Regions from separate parts of the Sus scrofa genome. Here region 1 is linked to region 2. A link is a contact called in public Hi-C data. All regions are on one chromosome and are shown on one strand. The core of a region is the stretch at or near the end of the contact, and the rest is flanking DNA. Distances in the headings are between cores, read along the strand shown. Region 1 holds the start of SLMAP (sarcolemmal membrane-associated protein). Region 2 holds the start of DENND6A (protein DENND6A).

Region 1 (4,439 bases), core at 1,348-3,847, 48 kb after region 2:
TTAACATTAATTTTAAGAGATTGTAGTGAACTGAGCATAAAGAGACACTTTTTGTTTCCACATTTATGAACAAGTTTCTCCATATATGAATTAGAGATAATAGAACTTGCTCCTTGCTATATTCTTACAGCAGGTATTCTTACTATTAGTAATAATAATAAAAACTGAAGTTCTCTGAGTATCTACTATTTGCCAGGAATCATTATCTTATTAAAACGCTAACATTATTTTATTTAATCCTAATAAGACTCTGTGGGGATATAACCTACTTTTTTTCAAATGAGGAAACTGAAACCTAGAGAAGTTAAATAAATTATAATTACAGCTCTGTTAAATGGTGATGCAATGTCTGATTCTGAAACTTTGATTTTCATCACTCTACTGTGACCTTCTAGGAGAAAGATGGAAGTATTGTGAAGACCACTTCACGGCCTGCAAGTCCTTTAACAATTGAAATCACTTTCCTGTGCCCTTCCTTCTTTACCACCCCTCCTCATGCTCCAGTAATACAGACCTACCTGCAATTCTCTTAAAGTCCTTTTCTTCCAAGTCTCTGGGACTCTGCTTGTAATATTTCCTTGACCTCAAATTTCATTATCCCACTACTACCAGAAGAGCTGCTTACTCCTACTCATTTTTCATCTCAATTTATACTACTCCACAAGGCTCCCATTACTCTTGATAAACTCATAGTAGCAAGAATTTTGTTGTGTTACCACCTAAATTGTGAGGGAGTTTTTTTTTTCTTCCCCTATTGTTGTAGTTCCAGGGCTTGTCACAGTAGCTGTTTCCCACATTAAGTATTTGTAGAATGAAGGACTGAAAGAATGCATAAGTTCATGCACAAAACTTATTAGAGATTGCGGAGGGACCTACATTACTTATTCCACATGAGACTAAAAGTTACCACAAATGAAAACTTTTCAACCTCTTATATTAAGACTTTTCAATATATTCTTATTTTTGTCCAAAATAAAGTAACTGGAACATGGTAGTAATTCCATACACATTTGCTGAAGTAGTGAGAGTGTTAGTTAGAAAGTATACAAGGCCCTTATAACATATATTCTTCTCTTGGGACTCTCTTTGTGCCACTCCTACTGTATCCCGTAATAAAGAGTATGTAATTTTCAATCATGTATCAAATATTTGAGACACTGTAATGTGCCAGGCACGTTGTTCTACCATTTTAAAAGCCTTATTCTTGGAGTTCCCATCGTAGCGCAGTGGTTAACGAATCCGACTAGGAACCATGAGGTTGCGGCTTCGGTCCCTGCCCTTGCTCAGTGGGTTAAGGATCTGGCGTTGCCGTGAGCTGTGGTGTAGGTTGCAGACGCGGCTCGGATCCTGCGTTGCTGTGGCTCTGGCGTAGGCTGGTGGCTATGGCTCTGATTAGACCCCTAGCCTGGGAACCTCCATATGCCGCAGGAGCGGCCCAAGAAATAGCAAAAAAATAAAAATAAAAGCCTTGTTCTTTTTTTCACTAAACCTTCCTGGAAATTTACGAAACCATTCAGCAAATACCATGTTTATCGTGGTTTTCCTACCATCCTTCTTTGAGTTCAGTTACCTCCCATAGAAGACCCCTTTAGTGGCTAGTGCTTGTTTTCATCTTAGCCCTGATTGCATCAAAGTGAAGTTATCTCTATTTGAAACCCTCCTCTCCCTATCCTTATCTCACAATACCCAGGTATACTCTCAGAGGGCAAGGATTGAGATTTGGTTCATCTATGTGTCTTCAGGGCCCAGCACAGAACTTAGAACAGGGCCAAAACCCTGTATGTAAGAATTGAATAGTATTTACTCTTTCATGAGCAGATAGATTACTCCCTTGAATTCTCACAACAGGTGCGTTAACTATTATCTCCAAGTAATAGATGACAAAACGAAGCTCGTAGAGGTTTAGAAACTTCCCCAAGGTCACAGAGTGGTGGAGCCTGTTGTCAAAGGAATCTGAAGAATGACGCCATCATTGATTCCAAAGGACCTCTCTCTCTGGAAAAACATGATTTTAAACTTTCAGAAGTTGCACTAATTTCGGGGTAGAGTCAGCGCTAGGGGCCTGGGAAATAAGATAGGCCCAGTGAGAAGAATTGTCATTTGAAATGGAACGCAAGGACTAAGAAAGAGTTTTTCCTCCGGGTAGGATACATAGCGAAGACTTTAAAGAGGGCGGATGAATCTTGTTACAGATGCACAAATCCTGAGACTTGTAGGAATTTAGTTGTTCACACCTAAGGCGGCTGTTGGGGTGGAGGTCGGGGAGCTGTGCTGCCCACAACTAAGATGGATGCTAATAACAGCTCCTTTGGATGGGCTTGGTCTCCTTGGGCGTTGATATTTTCAATGAGGACTCTAGTGAATAAAATTTAGTAAATGCTAGCGCCTTCTTACCAAGATGGCAAAGTAGGAAGTTGGCACGTTATGTTTAGAAAACCTTCAACAGGTCAAATTTTTTCTTGCCCATAACCAAAATGGTGGCAAAGGTGTCCCACGGTTTTGAAGCGTCCAACCCTTAACTAAGATGGCGTGCGGAGGCTTGTTAAAAAGGCTTGCCCTCTTTTCTGCCCTTGACCATCATGGCTTCCGCGGCGTCTGTCACGTGATGCCCCGACTACGGCGCGGGAGAAGGGGTAGGAGGGCCCTTGAAGGGTGCGCGTTCCCGTGGCGGTGCACCGGGTAGGTTTCAGTCAGAGTCACTATGGCGGCCGGAGCTGGCAAGGTAAGCTGAGGCGGCGGCGGCGGTAAGAGAAGCTGGACCCGTCTTGGCGTCCGGGCTCCCAGTCCCCGCGGCCCCTCAGCGGAAAGGTCGGCCGAGTCGTGGCCAGTCGCGGGGGCTGGTTGGGGTGGGCTGAGGGGGTTGAGGGCTGAGGTGGGCGGGCACCGGCGCTGACGGCCGTTTGTTTTGATGTTTTCCCCACCAGGTCGGAAAGTTTCTGTCGTCGGGCAGAGCCTGAGCTTGTCCCACCGGCTGCGAGCGGTGGAGGCTGCGGCGGACCCAACCCGGGGCCTCCAGGCCTCTCCCCCAACCTCCGGGCCAGCCTCCCTCCCCCACCTCCTCGTCCGTCGGGAGCTTCAGCTGCGGTCCCTGAGATGCGACCCTCGCGGGAGAGACTCTGAAAGGAGGTGGCCGGTGTGCTGAGGAGCAGCCAGGAGCCCAGGAGTCCAGGGACCAACTTCCTGCGGGCCGAGACCCCGGATCCTCCCCGGGGTCGCGCCTCGCTCGGTCACCACCCGCCTGCTGAGCCGGATCCCCGCCCTGGTCGCGGGGACGCCCGCCAGGTGCCCGGAGTCCCGCCTTGGCCGCTGCCCTAGCTCCCGCCGGTCCCCGTTCCTCGTGCCAGGGACTCCAGCCACCGCCACCTCGTCTCGTGCGGGGCCGGGGACCCTGTGCCACCTCCCGGCCGGCCTTCGCGGGAGGGGCAATGCAGACTGTCCGGCTGGCCGTCTAGACCCCTGCGCTGGCCCCATCGCCTCTCGTCCCTCCAGTCCGGAGGCCCTCGAAGACGGGCGGTGGCTGCCCAGAGGTGCTCAGCTACACCTTTCTTCCGCCTGAAAGGACCTTTCTGGCCGCAACGAACCGACCCTTCCTTCATGCTGCAGTGCTGCAACATTTCCGCCACCGAGGGGGGAAAGCGGCCGCGATCCCAAACAAAACCCAAGAATTGGCGTGTGACTCATCTGCTTGGATACCTCCAGTCCCCAAACTGTCTTCCAGGAGTTTTCTTGGCCGAAGCTGTCCAATGTTTGAGCCTTTTCTTCCCAGGGAAGAAGATGGACTGAAAGCTACCAGTTGGGGACTTGGTGTGATCAGGGCACTGCTGGGTTTTAAAGGAGGTGATGGGGCTTGCGCTGACTCGTCTTCCCACCCAAGTGAAGAGTTGTTGATGTTCACTGGTTATGCTTGGACAATGTGCAGTTTGTTTTAATTTAAAATTTGGTGGGGGATAGGGGTAGAGGCTTGTGAAGGGTCCGGATCCGGTGGACCTCCTCTTTGTCCCTAGTAGGAGAGACACCCCCAGTCTGTCCTCGATGCCGTCAGCCTTGGCCATCTTCACTTGCCGCCCGAACTCACACCCTTTTCAAGAGCGTCATGTCTACCTGGACGAGCCCATTAAAATCGGCCGCTCGGTGGCCCGTTGTCGACCAGCACAGAATAATGCTACCTTTGATTGCAAAGTGCTGTCAAGGAACCATGCTCTCGTCTGGTTTGATCACAAGACGGGCAAGGTAATGTCACTACGTTGTCTAACAATCTTTGTTTTTCGTTTCTCTTTGCCCTTTCTGCATAAATGTATGCAGGATCCCAGGGCTTGCACCCAGAGGACACTTTCAGCAAGGCCATGGAGAACCAACTTTTTGTGTGACTGGTTCTAGTGGAAATTTGTTTGAGGTGGTTGAATGGAAAACAGAGAAGGTATTGTAATTTAACACCCTGA
Region 2 (4,383 bases), core at 1,313-3,812:
CAACATAACTAAATTAAACTGTGTTACCTCTCAATGTGTTTATTTTTTTTTTGGGTCCTCTATTAAGAATCTTCCCCACTCTTGGGAGTTGCCGTTGTGGCACAGCAGAAACGAATCTGACTAGGAACCATGAGGTTTCGGGTTCAATCCCTGGCCTCGCTCAGTGGGTTAAGGATCTGGTGTTGCTGTGGCTGTGGTGTAGGCCGACAGCTGCAGCTCCGATTAAACCCTAGCTTGGGAACCTCCATGTGCCTCAGGTGCAGCCCTAAAAAGACAAAAAAGACAAAAAAAAAAAAAAAAAAAAAATCTTCCCCACTCTCACCCTACATCTTCTAAAATCAGTGATTCTTAATCTGAGAGCAATGGATCAGAAAGTTCATAAATGATTCCCAGATAGTCCACAAAAGCATATACATGATTTGTATTAGTATTTTCCTAATGGAGAGAGTTCATGAAGTTCTTCACATTTTTTAAACGGTCCAGAATGCAAAAAAAAGTCAAGAACTACAGAAAGAAAACTCTGTACAGTAGCATATACTATGGAAAACGAAATTCAAAAAAAATCCTTCAATGATTCACATTTTTGAAGCACCTCAATTATGCTGAGTATTGTTTATTTGGTCAAAAAAACATACTCATGCGATAAAGAATGCCCGAATTGTAAGAATCCCAAAGGACTTCCCCTAGCTATTTAAAAATGCAATCGGAGCTCCCCTCATGGCTCAGCAGAAATGAATCAGACTAGTATCCATGAGGACCCAGGTTTGATCCCTGGCCTTGCTCAGTGGGTTAAGGATCTAGTATTGCCATGAGCTGTGGTGTAGGTCCCACATGTGGCTGGGATCTGATATTGCTGTGGCTGTGGCACAGGCCAGCAACTACAGCTCCCATTAGACCCCTAGACTGGGAACCTACATATGCTGCTGGTGTGGCCCTAAAAGGACAAAAAAATAAATAAAAATGCAATCGACTACAAGAACTCAATCTTATGCTTTCTGGTTAAACTGTATTTTGCTGTACATATAACTTCAGGTTAATGTATTAATGTAAAAGATAGATGACATATAAATCTCTTCCTCTCAGTCTTTGAGAACTGCTGTTTCTATCTGAAAGTACTGTTCATGTATTCATTGATTCTATCAATTTTTTATTGAACACCACCATGCGCCAGGCATTGCATTTAACTCTCTCTCCCAGAGTGATTAATCTAGGTTCTCCTCTAAATTGTAGTCTCAATCTACAAATACAGGTTAGAGCATATCCTTCATGTTTGTGTGTCCAGCACAATGCCAAGATCTTAATGGAAACAATGTGTATTGAGATATATAATAATAAAACACAGAGAAAACAAGCTGAATACACAGTTCACATTAAGAAAAACCTCCCCGGCCAATTTTCTAGCCAACTCAAGCCACTCAAGTCAGAATTAAATGGTTAATTAAAATCTGTCATTACCACCAAAACAAAACAAAACAATCTTCTAACCCTAGGTCGTTCTAATAATGTTTTTCTTGGATACATAAAGACAAGCGATCTCCTGTGCTACAAAAGGGACCCTAAATAATGTGAAGAGTAGTTAAGATTACAAAGCCTTCCGATAAGGTGTTATAGGAAAACTTGACAGATTCACAAGCCAACTATTTTCCTTATGTTCATCTTGATATCAGCTTTCAAGCCGTTTCAGAAGCACTATCAAGAAACAACAGAAATGAGGAACAAAAGCAAAAGAGAAAATGCTTTCTGAGAAAAGCATTTCGGCTCAGGCTGAGTGGAATGCTCTGGAGTTACTGCTAATGATTAAAACAATCTATAGGTCTAAAAAAAATGTTGGTTGTGTGGCGTTTGGCTATTATAGTTCACCGTATGTCATGGGCATTGTTCCATTCTTGACAAAGTCCTAAACATCCTGCCTGCAGTCTTCCCTGGGTGCCGCTAACCATTCTAGTTATTCCTGTGATACCGGGTTAAAAAAAAAAGAAAAAGAAAACATGACGGTCAACAAGAATCTAGAAGGGGCCGAGAGAGAACTTTTCACCCCTAGCCACAGCCCACGATCCTCCCAAGGGAACTAACTCTGGACCGCAGCCCAGTATACTGGCGGAGGGGCGGCCGGCCACGCCCGGATGCGCATCGGCCGGGGTCCAGGCAGGCCGGCCCGCGAGCCACACACTCTGCTGGGACCGCCCCGGCGCGGGGACCCGGGTCGCACACGGGGTCAAGGTGCGGCTGGGCCTCACCTCTACGGCTTGGCCCAGCTCCAGGTCGAAGCCCACCACACACACGCAGTGCAGCCAGGCAGAGAAGCCGTCCCAGCGCAGCAGGCCCCGGCCGCGGCCCTCGTCTTCCTCATCCTCCTCCGATACAGCTCCCGCCGCCACCAAGGCAGATGCCTCGCGCTCCTCGTCCGTCGCCACCGCCTCATCCGCCGGCCCGCGGGAACCGGGCCCCGAGCCTGCCAGGCCCCGCAGAGCCATCCGCCTCCCCCTTGCTGTTCGCGCCGCCCCCACCGCGGACCGCGCTGCACAGCGCGCCTGGCTCCGCGCAGGCGCAGCCGCCTCTGGTGCAGCCGCGGGGGACGGGCTCAGCCGGGGCGGGGCCGCGACCCACGTGACCCTGGGAGCCCGGCTCTGCACCAGTCCTCGTGTACCACAGCGTAGATGTGGGGACGTCAGGCAAGCGCTTGGTTGAACTTGAGAAGCGGGCCCTGGCTTCCTTTCCTCAATGTTCCTCAACACTGATACAGTGAATCCTGGGATCCTCCTTCGCAGTCCAACGACCAGGAAATGAAGTATTCTTGAAATGTCATCATTCATAATTATAAGGTATTATTAAAATGTTAAAATATAGTGGTCAAGAAGAGCAGACTTCGAGTTCCCAGGGGGGAAAGGGAAGGGAATGGGATGGATGGGCATTTTGGGGGGTTTTTTGGGTGCAAATTCTTATATTTGGAATGGATGGGCAATGGGACCTACTGTAAAGCACAGGAAATGTGTGTGATTGGGTCAGTTTGCTGTACAACAGAACCTGACGAAACACTGTAAATCAACCACACTTTAATTTAAAAAAAAAAATTAGTAACGTGGCTAAATTGAGCATTTACTCTGTGCCAGATGATGTGCCAAGCAAGTACTTTACAAATATTACTTCACTGAATGTTCGCATCATGGCTAGTAGGTGGTCACTATTATTTATTTATTTTTAGATAAAGAAACTGAGGTTTTGAGAGGTTACATGACCTGCCAAGCAAGTATTAACATTCTGATGCTGATTTACAGTTCACTCAGGCAACCTACTGACTGAGAGATCCCTTCATTCAGCTGTTCCCTCTCCACCAAGCCCTCTCCCACCTTTCTTGGCCTAATTGTCCGTGACTCATTCAGCATTCACACAGCAGCATCCCAAGAGCTCTCTGGAACACCAGGTTGGCCTCCACAGCAATCTGGATCACTTAGCAAGGGTTTAGTCTCAAGCAGCTTTATATTCTTGGAGCTCAGCATTGAGCTAGGCACCCAGGAGGTAGTTGGTTTGTTGAATTGTTATTTTTATAGGTCCAACTTGATACTACTGACCGGATTTATTCAGCACCTACTATGTGAGCATAAACTGCACAGTGGATGTAAGTAAGGAACACACAGAGTTCCCTGGTGGTTCAGCAGGAAGGATCTAGCATTGTACTGCTGTGGCTCAGGTCACTGCTGTGACATGGGTTTGATCCCTGGCCCAGGAACTTCCCATGCAAAAAAAAAAAAAAATAATAAATTAAATAAATAAATAAAAACAGCACTGTATTCATACTTTTTTCTTTTCTTTTCTTTCTTTCTTTTTTCTTTTTTTTTTTTTTTTTTTTTTTTTTTTTTTGCTTTTTAGGGCTGTACCTGTTCCAAGTTCCATATGGAAGATCAAAGGCTAGGGGTCAAATTGGAGTGGCAGCTGCCTGCCTACTCCACAGCCACAGCAACATGGGTCCAAGCCATGTCTGCCACCTACACCACAGCTCACAACCGGATCCTTAACCCACTGAGCAAGGCCAGGGATCGAATCCACATCCTCATGGATACTAGTTGGGTTTGTAATTCAACCATATTGAGTTACAGGAACTCCCACATATTCATACATTTACACACATTATCTTAACTAATCCTCCCAAAAGCCCAAAAGGTAGGCCTTATTATTATTCCCATTTTACAGATAAGAACTCTGAGATTCACGAGATGACAATAATGTCACATAAGTTTGCCAGTAGGTGGCAGAACAAAGGCAAACTCAGATCTCTCACACTGAACCTGAGCTCCTAAGTATTTTGGTGCACTGCCCAGTCAAATCTACCCCATTGGACAAGCATTGTTCTGTCCGCATACCTAGAATTTTTATATGAAGGAAATG

What was found. Hi-C and Micro-C count contacts between places; a contact is called where the count stands out from the background.
Region 1: a Hi-C map of skeletal muscle shows a contact between it and region 2, with 4 times the contacts expected there. The contact joins the promoter of SLMAP here to the promoter of DENND6A in region 2. A contact is called at or near these places in 15 of 47 Hi-C or Micro-C datasets (alveolar macrophages, blood, brain and 9 more) and 2 of 2 datasets of contacts at active chromatin or transcription factors (alveolar macrophages and skeletal muscle).

Annotation. Positions count from the first base shown.
Region 1 is chr13:39,569,333-39,573,771 of Sscrofa11.1, forward strand. It overlaps SLMAP (sarcolemmal membrane-associated protein), which reads left to right and starts at 2,598. Exons shown (of 21, transcript XM_021069059.1): 1 at 2,598-2,722; 2 at 2,925-4,230. The coding sequence starts at 4,033.
Region 2 is chr13:39,521,548-39,525,930 of Sscrofa11.1, forward strand. DENND6A (protein DENND6A) reads right to left here and starts at 2,563. Exons shown (of 20, transcript XM_021069010.1): 1 at 2,238-2,563. The coding sequence starts at 2,474.